Linked DNA regions of Oryza sativa: region 2 is linked to region 1. A link is a contact called in public ChIA-PET data. All regions are on one chromosome and are shown on one strand. The core of a region is the stretch at or near the end of the contact, and the rest is flanking DNA. Distances in the headings are between cores, read along the strand shown.

What was found. ChIA-PET counts read pairs in DNA pulled down with a chosen protein or histone mark.
Region 2: a contact with region 1 is called in an H3K9ac ChIA-PET map of seedling, with 4 times the contacts expected there. The contact joins the promoter of LOC107277638 here to the promoter of LOC4341599 in region 1. A contact is called at or near these places in 2 of 4 datasets of contacts at active chromatin or transcription factors (leaf and seedling).

Annotation. Positions count from the first base shown.
Region 1 is chr6:26,610,759-26,618,361 of ASM3414082v1, reverse strand. It overlaps LOC4341599, which reads left to right and starts at 4,863. Exons shown (of 3, transcript XM_015785676.3): 1 at 4,863-5,923; 2 at 6,266-6,569; 3 at 7,149-7,603. The coding sequence starts at 5,006. The coding sequence ends at 7,285.
Region 2 is chr6:26,691,135-26,698,737 of ASM3414082v1, reverse strand. LOC107277638 (RPM1-interacting protein 4) reads right to left here and starts at 2,603. Exons shown (of 3, transcript XM_015787161.3): 1 at 2,190-2,603; 2 at 1-277. The coding sequence starts at 2,195.

The sequences.
Region 1 (7,603 bases), core at 3,614-6,113:
CTATTGCTTCTAGCAACAAATCCAATCAGATGTGTTGTGATGTTGATAGTTGAGATGCTGCCATCAAAAAGAGATGGAGTATCTGAATTGGGCGCTACAGCCGCCAGAATTGCTAGGAGGTCCCAGGTGTCCCAACTCCCAATTGTCCGGATTTTCCTTTTCCCTTCCAACTATTTTGGTAGAAAATCACATGAATGATGAATCGTCATTGGTTTTTTTCCCCCTTGATTTCTAGCGGCAACCGTCACTGCCGCTGAGCTGAATGGTGGTAATTTGCGTGACTTAGCTTTGATGGGATGTGATGAGATATTTGACAGCTTTGAGGTCATGGAGATGCACGCGATTCAACTTGGCTACCTGCCATTTCATACCTTTGTGAGGTTTATAATAGGTTACTGGCATACTCGCTCCGTCCCAAAATAACTCGACCTAGAATGGGTCACAGGTTAATTTATTTTGGGATGGAGGGAGATATTATTGAGCTGAAATGTAGAATTACTTATATAGATAGATGATTTTTATTTCTTGCATATCCAGTGCCACCAAAGGAAAGAAGAGGTTGGTAGCTTTATATGGAAACAAGACAACAAAGTAAAATTGTATACTAGTATGTTTTTCCTCTTTAGATGTATGACAGAGAGCCAGAGCTTTCTTGCAAATAAAAAAGAAAAGGAAAAAGGAGTTTTTACCCCAAAAAGAAAAGGTCAGAGGGAGACCCAAATTAACTGAACTTATTTTATTTCCAGATTTTTTTTCCTTTTTATTCATGTCCTCCTTTGTGCTGCCAAGGGTTGCCAAGAACTTGGCAGCAAACTGAGCCAGATGTTCATGTGGCTCTCTCTATTTGCCTCCAGGGAATTATGTGTCATATCTGGCTGCAAATCAGGGACAGGAAAAAGGCTTTGACAAGTGCTTGGCGTTGACATTGTTATCTTTTTCGGCAATAATGCTCTAGTCAAATAATTCTAGACAGGTTAATTTGTATATAAAATATCAAATTATTGAGAAGAGTCCAAGTCTCTTGCTCCTGTTGAGTTTCTCTTTAGTCTCTTCCCTTCAATGAAAAGAGCCTGACATTTTCTCCTCAATTAGTACAGTACTCTGATAACACAGAGTAGCTGTGATAAAAAGGCCAATGTATTAATTGACAGGTTCTTATCAGATAAGCAAACACATGAGTACATGACCTATAGGAGAACCAAGAGTCCAAACAAAAAAAGGCCAAGTGATCAAGGTGACTTGGCTTCCATGTTTCATCAATCAAACAGCACAAAAGGGAATGAAAAGAACTTGCCAATTCTTTACTTTTAGACCATGTGTGACTCAGCATCATCTGTTCTTGTCCCTTCAGGAGCCAAAGAACTACAGTACTACTACCATCACTTGGAAGCGTAGCGACAGCTTTCCGAGTTCAATTAGGATTAACTAATCACTTGATTAAGGAATCTTTTTTTAAGTAAACCTGATTAATTAAAGAATCTGGAGCCACACTACCACCTGGAGATATCAACCGCGGTTTCTGACGACACGTCGTGCCGGATCCAGAACCTTGTACCTGCAATGATGAATGCAATCATCAGATGCAGCAAAAGACCAACCGTTTCGCTCATAGCTGATTATAAATCATACTATTTATTAGCATCAGATAATAATAATTTATATAATTAGAATTTTCATGCGTTCTTAGCGATTGAAAAGCTAATATTAAAAAAGAAACTATGATATAAAAATGTGAAAATCAACTCGAAAATTAAGTTTTGAAATTTATATTATGGATAAGTTTTTTCTGAATTGTTATCCGGTCGCTTTCTGATCATCTGGTTAGATTAGATCACAGGCAGGAGGATATGGCTTGCTGATGGCCAGCTAGCCCAGCAGATGAGCAGGGTGTGTGGTTATGTGTGAGGAATCAGGCTGGATCACATGGATGATTGGTCGTGATCCCGGTGGTTTACTGCTAATCATCTCACTTGGCTAGTCGGCCCGCGTTCTTCGCCGCACCGTCTGCTGCTCCTTGATTTTCCTTGCAAATCATTGCATCTGGCGATTATAAATTTGTAATAATTCGTTAGCTCGTGAAGCTTCTTGTCAGAACTTGTTGGAAGAATACTGTACTGTACTGGCCTAACACAACTGTAACAACTGGTTCCTGAGATATCTTCCCTTCTCTTGATCTGGAAGATATATCTTCTCTGAATCACGATATGTGCCTGGTGGTGGATGATTACCGCGCATACATGCAGCTTGGAAATAATCTGCAATTACGCGCGTTTCTGATTCAGTTAGTGGCATATGAATCCCCCTCGGATCTTGACAGATTCCTGAACAATACCGAAAACGAAAGGAACTGCATAATTGCTCCAAGTTATCACCCCCCCCCCCCTCCTGTGAAATCGTGATCACGACATGCATATATACAACCTATAGCTATCGTATTTTGTGACATAAATTATGAAACAAACCGAAGAGAAAAATGCAGAGAAAACGAAGAACACAAGAAAATGTAAACGTCATATGTGTTGGCTGTTCTGCAGAGTTGCAGGCATATGCTGCTGTTGTTGGCGAGACGCCGACGAGAACTTAACGCGGCCGCTGTCGCGGTAGGTCCGGCGATCGATCAGCTGGATTTTCTTTTTTTTTTCTTTGTTGCAGTTGCCCTCCGCCCTCTCCGGGATGCCGTTGATCAGGTGACGCTTGTCGATTACCGCTTGTGTTGGGCACAATAATTTCTCTGGGTGAGAGCGAGTTCTCGTGCTTGATTTGGCCATAAGTTTCCCCCTCTTTCTGAGATTGTTGTTTTTTCCCCTCTTTTGTGATGCATTGTAAATTTTACCTTTTTCAGATTTTTATTACTTTCTTTTTTTCACTTACATGCCTATTTTTTCTCGATTACATGAAAAACACGCATGTAAACAGTATATGCGTGCACTCCACTTCTAGCACGCATACACTTTTCATGAACATATTTCTAATCTGTTAGGTAATGAAATAAACATTTTGGCCTTTGCTTAATGAGCTGTAGCCAATTATTATAAAATCCACACATAGAAACACTCAGCACGTACTGACATAACATAAAGTAAACACAAACTAAAAAACACCAACACAAGATAAAAAAAACCATAATTACTTAATTCTATTTGTAAATCTCCATCCGAAGTTAGAAAAAGATGCATAATCATTGATTTTAAATTTATGATATGCATCATTTATTAGCTTATTGTCGTCATTATGCCTTTGTAAGAACATATTTCTAATTAGGCCACGGAGTAATCTCTGGCCTCGTCTATTAAACCTATGTTATAATATTTTCTAGTAAAATAATGTTAAAAACATGCACTGCCCCAGCACCAAAACACGCGTGATAATGCTATATTAGGGGATCCTCCTAAGCTACGTTCCAAACTACGGCTTAACTAGGTACTAGTATTGGTAGTATAAAAACCTTCACCCTCTGGTCACGTAAGCTTCCATTCATCGGCGGAAACAGGGTAATGGAAAAACCAATTGCGGCTCTACAAGGTAACGTACGTCAAATAAAATCAAAGCCTGTCATTTTCGCGCCATCCTAAAATTTACTGATAAGAAATTGCAATTTGTGTCCTCTCCCTGCTGGTGAAGTAGTAAGCATCCGAATCTTGATTTTTTTTATTTTTTTATTTTTTGTACTTTTAAAATTTTAAATTCTAAAAGTAAACTTTTTCCGAAACTTATTTTCCATTTGAACTTTTTAGGAATGTTAGTCATACTATAGTGACGAAACAACACTATCACGTTGATCTACATGACGTGACAACGTTATTTTGTCATGCTGGTCTGACTAGCGTGATGGTGTATTTGGCCACACCATCCTGATTGGCGTGACTAAGGCCCTATTTGTTTTAGCTTAGAATTATTATAATCTGGATTATTAGCAATAATTTGGAACAAATAGGTAGATTATTATAATTTATAAACTAGGTTAGTATAATCTGGTAATCTCCTCTAAACGTACTTTTTTTCATATTATTGGGTGGTTAAAGACCCACTACCCTTAAAAACATTATAGAAATTATCCATTGCCATTGAACCTAACAGCCTGAGCACATCTGCTTCCTCTCTCCTCCAGCTGCGCGCCGCATCCGCTTCCTCTCTCCCCAGTCGAGCGCAAATCCTTCCCCAAACCCTTAACCCTACGTGCGAATCATTCCCCAAGCCCCCACCCTACGCCCCAGCTCATTTCCCAAGCCGTGTCGCCGCCGCCTTCTCATCCTCCTCCCCTAAGCCCCCACCCTACGCCCCAGCTCCTTTCCCAAGCCTTGTCGCCATCACCTTCTCATCCTCCTCCCACTCGCCGTCTCATCCTTCTCCCACTTTGCAATAGCTAAGGGCATCCAAAATAACTTGGGACATTATAGGCATTAGCCTTTCAAACCTAATAATTCATGCTTCCAATAATCATATAAACAGATAACTTATAAGTTATTCTACTATAGCTTATTACGGAGTATAATCTAGCTTATTGTAATATGCCTTTACCTCAATAATCTGGATTAATCAATCTTAAGTTAAAGCAAACAGGACCTAAAAGATCAAGGTTTTTAAAAAATAAGTTTTACAAAGGTTTATTTTTAAAATATAAAATTTAAAAAGTTCAAAAAAATTATAAAAGTTCCCGAATCTTTCGCTCGCCTCCCTTGCCGGCTCGCCTTGCCGCCCTGCGCCTCCCCCACCACACACCTGCACGCCACGCCACCAGGCCCACCACCACCAGATACCCAGATCCCAGGCACACGCAATCCCATTCCCATCACTCCACCCCCGATTCCCATTCCCATTCCCACCTCTTTATATAACCAAAAGCCCAAGCGGCCAATCCCCTCGTCTTTCTCTCTCCTCCACCTGGACGCCATTGGACTCCACCACCACCCAAGGGAGGCAGAGCGCGCGCGCGGCGCGACGCGGCGCGGCGCGGCGAGGGCGAGAGCGAGATCAAGCTAGTTCAGTGGTTCGGCCGACCGATTCGATGGGGAGGCGGTCGAGCGCGTCGTCTGCGGCGGCGGGGGAGCCGCTGCTGCCGGCGGCGGCGTCGGCGAAGGGGGGTGGGGGAGGGGGAGGTCGGGCGTCGATGCTGCAGCGGTGCGTGTCGCGGGCGGACGACGAGCTGCAGTGGTTCCGGTCGTGCCTCCGGTGGGTGTGCATGGACCACTCGGGCCCCTGGGGCGCCGCGCTGTCGTGGCTGCTCTTCCTCCTCCTCGCCGTCGCCGTCCCCGCCGCGGCGCACTTCCTCCTCGCGTTCCGGGCGTCCCGCAGGCCGTTCTCCGCCGTCGTGCAGGTCTCGCTATCGGCGGCGTCCGCGGCGGGGTTCCTCTGCCTCTCCTCCTCCTTCCGCCGCATCGGCCTCCGCCGCCTCCTCTACCTCGACAAGCTCCGCACCAAGAGCGACCGCGTCAGGCTCAACTACACCGCGCGCCTCTCCTTCTCCTTCCGCCTCCTCGCCTCCCTCGTCGCGCCGTGCTTCGCCGCGGAGGCCGCCTACAAGGTGTGGTGGTACGCCACCTCCGGCGACCGCGTCCCCTTCTTCGGCAACGACGTGCTCAGCAACGCGGTCGCCTGCTCCGTCGAGATGGCGGCGTGGATGTACCGCAGCGCCATCTACCTCCTCACCTGCGTCCTCTTCCGCCTCATCTGCCACCTTCAGGGGCTCCGCCTCGAGGACTTCGCCGGGACGCTGCTCGTCGAGGTGGAGGAAGGGAGGGCCGGCGTCGAGCGCGTGCTCCGGGAGCACCTCGACATCCGCAAGCAGCTCAAGGTCATCAGCCACCGCTTCCGCAAGTTCATCGTCGCCTCCCTCCTCATCGCCACCGCCAGCCAGTTCGCCTCCCTCCTCCTCACCACCCGCCACGACTCCGTCGACGATCTCCTCAACACCAGCGAGCTCGCGGTGAGTCCCCGATCACGGCCAAATTCTTTGATCAGCAACACTCGATTTGGTTCCCAAAGTTCGATTCCATCCCATGTATAGCAATCAATCATCCCCAATCATGGACGAAACGAAACTTCCAGACAATCTTGTCTTAATTTACACGGAACCAACATTTCTTGATGCTTAAATTAAGCACAAATTGACCTGTAAAGTTACAACTATTAAACAATTTGGGTGGACACCTTGCTAATTCAGTGCTACTACTTGTACTAACTCCGAAATGGAAAATCTCCCTGCATTCTGCGAATTAAATCCTTGCTCCTAAAAAGTAACAACGTTTTCTGGTTCGATTTTGTGCAGCTGTGTTCAGTGGTGCTCATGTCAGGGCTGATCATAATCCTGAGCAGCGCGGCGAAGATCACGCACCAGGCGCAGGCGCTGACCGGGCAGACGACGAAATGGCACGCCTGCTGTACCATCGAGCCGGTGCCGGACGAGGAGGCGGAGCCCGGGTCGAACCACAGCTCGATGCTCGAGGTGGAGCCCGTCAGCGACAGCGACGGCGAGTCCAGCGAGGAGACCGGCGACGAGGACCTGCTCGAGAACACCAAGATCATGCTGCCCCAAGCACACGTCATCTCCTTCCAGAAAAGACAGGCTCTAGGTAAATACCGTTACAGCAGTAACAATTTCATGATCCATCCAGTTACTTCGATAATAATCGTTGATATGATAGCTAAGGTGGTGTTCGAACATGAGAAATGCATATAAAACGAGAAAACCATTAGCACATAATTAATTGAATTTTCATTATTATGAACATAAAAATAAATTTATTTGTTGTATTTTGGAGTAACTCCTATAGAGAAAGTTTTCATATGAAACATATTGTTTAGCAGTTTGAAAAACATGATAATGGAAACCAAGGTAAAATTTACATTTTAATTAGAAAAGAATTGGACCTAAGTGAATTGGGAAATTATTTTCATCCCTCGAGGGGATATCTCATCGTTGTTTGCATGTCACTCAAATGGTTATGAAAAAATTTAAAAAAGATTGAGGAGACGTGTTAACATATGATATATCACTCTACAAACATGTAAGTTCAAATTCAACTTCTACATCTCACAACGTAAAAAGTGAATTGTACATTGTTGCATCAGCCTAAACTTTTTTGGATGAATTTATCGGTGTATGCAACTTGACAATAATGAAATAAAATGTTCACTCATGTTTGGTGCAGTGACCTATCTGGAGAACAACAGAGCGGGGATCACGGTGTTCGGGTTCACGCTGGACAGGTCCTACCTGCACACGATATTCATGCTCGAGTGGACGCTCTTCCTGTGGCTGCTGGGCAAGACGATCGGTTTCTCGTGAAAGCGAGGTAAAAAAAAAAGTTTTCCTGCATACAACAAGTTCAGGTTGTTCTGGAACACATGTATGTTTGGTTGGTTGGTGGGTTGCAATTTTGCGGATGCGTGGCTGTGCAGTTGGATCCTCGTGAGTGGAGTCATTTTTGGGTGCTCACGATAGTAGCGTGCGCATGTATGTGTATACGCATGTATGTGTATACGTACGTATGTATTGATGTTTGTATAAAAACTGGTGTTAGCGGTGTACAGATTTTGAGTCCATTGCTTCGTTCGCGCTAACACCACCTTAGTAAATGAGCGATATATGTAGAGCGTTAGGACT
Region 2 (7,603 bases), core at 1,354-3,853, 83 kb before region 1:
CGGAGCGCCGGTGGTGCTGGTGGGAGCCCGGCGGCTGCTGATGATGCCTCTGCGATTCGCGGTGGCCGCTCGACGTCGCCGGCCTGGAGGACGGCGCGGCGGCGAGGTTGTCGGCGGCGCGGATCACGCCGGGGTTTTCGGCGGGGTCGTTATGGTTGTACGGATGGCGGAGCGGCGGCGCGGTGGCGCCCTTGTTCTCGCGGATCTTGTCGAAGTAGAGCGTGTACCCGACATTGTCGGCCTCCCAGGTGCCGAACTTGGGCACGCTGGGCCGTTTCTGCAAGTGCACAAAATCACACACTCATCAGACCATGTCCTCGTGGGCATTTAAAAAACGTGACAAAATCATATACAAGAATTATTTTTAGATAATGGGAATAATTAATGTTTTACACTCTCGGCTTCAGTCATAATACACACAAACATAAATTTGTTAAAAAAAAGTGATGAGATAAATTCCTAACTCTCTCTTGTTATTAGCAAGAACTTATTTAGAAAATAATTTTCTGGTTGATGTGATGGTATATGATGTGATCTATTGTGGTCACTGAGATGGTGGGAGCACCCTTTGTTTCTCACTTTTTCTGTCTTATTTTTGGGTGATTTCTCACAGTGTTATGATATATAATAAGGCAAAGAACTTATTATTTTATACATTAATCAATACAGTTTTGAAAATATTAATACAAAAATAACCACAAATTTCTACTGTAACATAGAGTATTTGTTAAGATCCTACAAAATTGCACACAGTACTACCTAAAACTGATTTACAAGAGAAATCTACATAAATTATTTTGTGTATGCAATCTAATTATTTAAAATACTTTGATGTATAAGGTCTTGAAAGTGTGACTTGATTTGTGTCTATATAAAATGACATGTAGTTACCTGTAGGTTACTTTCTCCATTACAGTACGTGCTAGCAAATGTCACCAAAAATTAGCTTAATTACATGGTCAATGGCACATCCATTTTCTAAATAAAGGTAAGTCAATAGCAGATAATACATAACTTAGACATAAATGTTTAACTCCCATGTCAGGAACCTAAGATATACACGACCAAACAATTAAGTTCAGGGGGATATGATGCAGTTTACTCTTTAAAAAATCAACTGGATTTGTAAACAAATGCAAAATTAAATTATTAGCACTGTATTAGTCATAATCTAGCTGTTTTGAGATTGACAAAAAAAAAATCATCACAGTCAAATGGGGCCAAACAGCAAAGTGGCATTCATAAAGAAAAATGGAAAAGCAAAATCAAAGTGGGTACGTGTCATGCATTTCATGTTTTTTTTAAAGAATTGTCCCATGTTTATTTTTCTAATCTCAGTGAACCAAGAGCTGAAGATCATCAGATATGGATACTGTATTTCTGGTCAACTTTGTATCTGCTATACTATTGGATTGCTATATGGCTCCTGTCAGAGTCGTGCGAACCGCCTCCTGTATTTGAAAGCTACGTGCTTCCAAGTAGCTATAAATTAAACAAAACCGCGTTTCTTTTGCCTTTCTAATCATACTGTATTCTGGATGTGTGGTTTGAATGGGTAAACAAGATTAAGAAAACAGCAATATAATTAACTTCCAACCAAGATGATCGCTCGGACAGTACTTATATAAAAAGGATATATAATCTTATTGCGGCGCGTCAAGATATTCAATGACGTACTCGTTCTCATCAATTAATTAATGTATTAATGTGTGCACAGATCTTCAAATTGAAGCAAATTGATCTATATGAACGCGTCTCCTAGATCATCTTCTTAATCGTGCATGTCAACAACAAGAAGCTTGGAGCGACAGGAACCTTTCTCTACCATTTCTTCTTGCTCTAATTCCGCTAGAGATCAATTCATTTCAGCGAGATGGTTTAATTTCCGGCATGCATATGTGCTAACTCGTCCTCTCCGATTCATGATCCTATTTGTTGCCAACGTAATTAAGCCTAGAAATGATCTTTATGAAGGTAAGTAATTAATTAGCAACATGATCAACGGCATGCTTGGTCGTCAGAGAAAACAGGTGAAACAACAGTTTATGCATGCAAGGAATAACAAAGCAGAAAGAACATTGATTAATTAAGCAAAGCAAGAAGCCAGCAAGAACACAATTTTGATATGCAAGAATTAAATTAGTTGAAGCAGGGCAATTAATTAAGCAACGAAGAATTGAAGCACTCACGGCCATATATACGCCTGAAGAGGGTTCGACCGGAAGACGGCGGCGACGACGACGACGACGAATCGATCGACGGCGGCGATCGACGACGACGGCGAGCTCTAGCTACTTCTCTCCCCTTCCCCTTGAGAGAGGAGAGAGAGAAAGCAGACAAGCAGGCCAACCTCAAACACGTACCGCCCCCAAAAAACGCCTCTCTATATATGCAATATGCTTGTGTTTATCAGGAGCTTAAATTATCCAGCCTCTCCTAATAAAAGCAAATTAATCGAGCAAAATCAAGCTGCGAAATGGTGGCACCCTAGTACGTTGAGAAGATGGCGACAATAACTAAGATCGAGCAGCAAAGAAAGCTAGCTAGCAAACGGCTGGCTTTGGCTGAATATATATAGGAAAAAGGGAGAAGGAAACAGCAGAAAAACTTCCTACCTACTACCAACCGTGTCCATCTTGCAGATATGTATGTAGTCGTCGTCTCTTTCGTTGTTTGACATTGCCTACACTGACATCGTCTTCAGATAATCGTACCGGCCCCATTGTTTCGTTTATCGGGGGAATAAGCTAAATAACATATATATTTGCAAACAAAAATTAATTTGTGAAAAAAATATATACATGTTCTTAACGATTTAAAAGTAGAGACTGAAAAATAAACTTCGATGAAAAAAAAAATCCTAAAATTAACTTTAAATTTATAGTTGAAAATTTAAATTTCGGCTGATAATTAAGTATAAGTATAAGCATAAGCGAAAATATGAGGCGTAGTCGTCTTTGCCCGTACGTGCGGATGTATGCGTGTGTGGTGATCTATTTTTAATTGGTCAATTTGAACATGCACACGGCATGCATGGCTGGTGTGCTAAAGCTGCAAGTTTCTTATTTAATTTAATTTGTTGCTACTGATTTGCCTTTGTCTCAGTTAATTGAAACTCTGATTTACCAGCTGGTGAATATATATATTTTCAGATGCTCGTATACTACCAGTCTACCACAGAAAGGACATATTCATATACTAGCTACTAGATAGTATTAGTACCTTAATTTGGTTGTGAATTCTGATGCCATACACAACGACACGACCAGTATTTCCTGTCACCTTATGTATGACCATCCAAAGGCTATATATATCTCTACTTATTATTTTTCAGACCAAGTTCATCAATAAGAAAATCTACATTTCAGTTGGACCTACTGCAACTTCTCTGAAAGAGATTAAGACAACTTCTTTTAGCTATATATTATTTTGTAACATAAAACTCGGATGCTTCTCTTAATGTGTTTTGAGTCCAGCTAGCTAGCTATAGCTAGGACGCACGCATGCAACAAATCAAGTTGCCACAAAGACCGCGTTTTTTCTTCTCATAGAACCACAAAATCAATAATACCATTAAAAGAACAACAAAATCTATAATAAGAGTACTCTACACACCGCTTTTTTCCCCCTTAATTAAGTATGTATCTCAGAGACGTTTAATCAAATACTACCTCCTTGCACAAATGTATGGGACGTTGGTTAGTTCAATTTTGAGCTAACCAATTCAAACAAAAAAAAAATGGAGGGAGTATTAAAGAAGTGCGCAATATATTAGTTCTTGATTCTCACAGCAAGTAATCATGCATGTATGCATAATGAAATAGCATTATACCAGGATTAGTTATACTATACGCCTTCACATGTTTGAAATTAAAACATTCAATTTCAATTTATTTTCTTCTTACATTCTTATCTAGGTATCCATAATATGTTTTTCCTCTCCAAGATCATCTTAATTATATATAGCAGATTAATTAGCAGTATACTGTTTTGACTTCTTATCTTGTATATAATATATAAATATATACTGAACATTTTCCAAAACTATACATAATATATATATACCGATGTTCTATAACCTCAATAATCCACTGCATCTGCTAGCACTATTTGATTATATATGCACGGGAATCATATGGTCAATTTATATATATGAACAAACCATGTTCAAGGAATGCCTCACCGTTAGTACAATTTATTCTATATATCCTGTAAATATAATCTTTCATAGATTTTAACTAAAACTGCAGTTGAAAGCAGTGTTATTCTAGTACGAACAGATCATATCACACCTTAGAAACATGTGTGGGCAGCCAATCCAATAGTTTGAAATATCTTGATGAACTAATGAGAGTATCCAAGAAACAACTTCAACATTGAATTCCATTAATTTAACTATGTTTATTAATATTATCATAAGATAAATTTCATGAAAACAAAAACACCATGCTTCTTCCATAATGTAGGAATTATAACTGAGAGTATACTGGTACTACAAGAGAACTAATCAATTTATCATCAAACCCTCTCATATTGTGTGTGACCATGTGTGCTTTGAAATCATAGGAAAAATGCCTTTCCTGATCAGATTACTAGTAGGTTATCCAGATATTATTCACTACTAGAACCTAATAATAAAAAAAATAAGATTATGCCGAAACATTTTTTTATTTCATAATTACTTGAATTGACTATATATGTCAATATGTGAAAAATATGTGAAGGATATGTAGGTATATGTATACTAGTATTGGAACAGATTCTGATACAAAGGGGCCTCTACTACGTTACGTCGTTGTCCAGTAACTTTCGACCTTTCAAGGTATGGAATGACTTTCTGCCAATGAATTATAGGGCTTACATCGAACTATTTTTTATGCCAAATAAAATTAACACTCAGATTTTGTCACAAAGGGTCTCTAGTATGTATTGTCCACTTTCCACGTGTGCAACAATTTTTGCCAATGAATTGTAGGCCTTATGTCAAACTAGTTTTGGCGTCGAATGAAATTAAACAATGACATTTTGGCATTAATTCTTTAACATTATGCCAAGTAATACTTTCTTCCACATATGCAACTCATTTTTGCCAATAAATTCGAGGATATCTCCGTGGAACTATTTTATGTGCCAAATCTAGATTTCTTCGACTTTGCACAATTACCAAACAATTGACTAGACAAGATTGTCTTTACACCGTTGGATACACAAAGTTCTCACTCACCCTGCTATATTGTCCATTTCAGATAATTAATTATCAAGGCACCATACTGCACATCTTGCTGCATCACCTATATATTCACCTTTGGATAAATCATTATATGTCAACTGAATTCAGGGCAAAATATGTAGTACAAACTGTATATGTAATAGAAACTTAGAAACTATCGTTACATAAAAAATAGATGTCTAAAATGGTGTTCACGTCATCAAAAATAAAACTTTTACTTCCAGATTTAATCATGAGAAAAAGTTTTACTCTTGTTAACATGGACAAATATCAAACATCAATTTTTGGATCCAACGATAGTTTTCAGGTTTACACCAGATGTGTGGTTTGCACTGTATGTTTTCTAGAATTTCAGTTAGATGCCCATTACACCATCGCCTGTGATAAGTTCTCAGAGTATAGCATTGCTACAAGCATGTATTCGGTAATCCCTTTTAAGCATACATGATATATTTGAGTAGCTACACTGTTCTTTTGATTATACCCTTATATGAGAAACAAGAGGGACACTGCCTACATACAGTATAATTTCAGGAAAAAAACAGTTAATAGATTAAGAAAAACTATTACCTAACCTTGAGGTCTTAACAGATTATTCGCGTTGATCAGAAGAGGTTGCAAAACAGCAATATAAACAACATAATACATGATAGCATGATGGGGAAAACCATAATGATACAGAATCTGTAATATATATATATACCATAACGTGATGAACTAAACATGAAGACATATCAAGGTATATATATATGAAACATTATTAATTATTCATGGTAAACAACAACAAGATGGATAACACCGACTATAATCTATAATTCTATACTATACTTCTATAAGACAATAGTGGTCATAATATCAATATAACTTGTGAGTGCTATAACAGCTTTTATCATGTACTGGTGGAGTGGTGTTGTAGTAATAGTCATTAGTTGCGCGCTTTTGCTGCAATAAGGTTCTTTAATTTTCTTGCCATCACGATTAAGAAAACTTACAAACTTTTTAGGTTTTCATTGCAGTTTAAAATGAGATAGACAACACAATTTATTGACAAGTACATATTTTCTAATCATATGAAAATGATATATCTTTAACAAAGATACTGTCATCGATTTGTACAAAAATCTAGCAATGACATTTTTCTTTTCGCTTTTTGAGACAAAAAGACTTGTTTGAAACAAATAGAAGCTAATATTTTTTTTTCAACAAGGACATATGCGATTTTTTTCTATTTTGAATTATCCGTTGTAATGCACAGATATTTATCTACCTAGTCTATACTAATACAAAAGATGGTAGTGGCGGTGAGTCTGCCACCACCACCATCACCACCCAACTACCATACGGGACCCATGAACTGTGAGTTGCTTGTCTCTTAGCCTCACATGCCATAGTTCCCGTCGAAAGAAAAAATATGACAATAGAATATTATGAAAAATTTTATCTTACGTAATGACAACAAAATTAGCATAATGATAGTATAGTAGACAATTAAGAAAAAAAAACGTTGCAACACACAGCCATCATGCTATTGTCTAGAGAATATACAACAATGGTTCTTTTGTCATAAAAAAACAACTAGGTAAACATGCTGGTTTCATGCCTACATGACATGAACAAACCAGCATCAGTATAGGAAAACAGGTAAATTAAACTGAGTACAGATACATATAGCATATCACAATTCACAACATGATATGCTCAAAGAGCCATGAGGCCAAGGATCGAAATGTAGATCAAAATAACTAAACGATTCTTCTGATGATAATCTCATCACAACACACCGAGGAGTTCTTCCAGCATCGTCGTCCATGAATTAATCCCTTCGATGCAGCACACCATAATTATTCAGGATCAGGATCATTCTGGTTGCTTACTGTGTGTCCTCGCCGTCGCCGGCCGGATCCTGCCAGAACGAGGAGCTGAGGATGTCGTCGCCGTCGCCGAGATCCGCGAAGAACTCCATGACGAACTGATCAGGGCTGTCCGGCGGGGTGTAGACACCGAGGAGCTTCGGCTTCTTGTGCGGCAGCACGGGCTCGTCGTCGGAGATGGCCGACAGCAGGAAGTCATCAGGAGCCACCACGACGCCGCCGGGAGGGATGATCATCGGCTGGAAGATGGCTTGATTGGCCGGTGCAGGTGCCAGCGCCGGTGCCGGCGCCGGAGCTGCAGCGGGTGTAGTCGCCTGCAGCATCGGAGAATCCTCGGCGACCACCCTCGCCGGCGTGCGCCCGCGGCCGCGGCGGCCGCCGCGACCGCCACCGCGTCCACGTCCACGCCCGCGCCCGCGCTCTCCACGGCCGCCTTGAACTTGTAGCTCGGGCTCAGGAACCAGCGCCGACGAGGGAGGAGGAGGAGGAGGAGCCTCGCTTG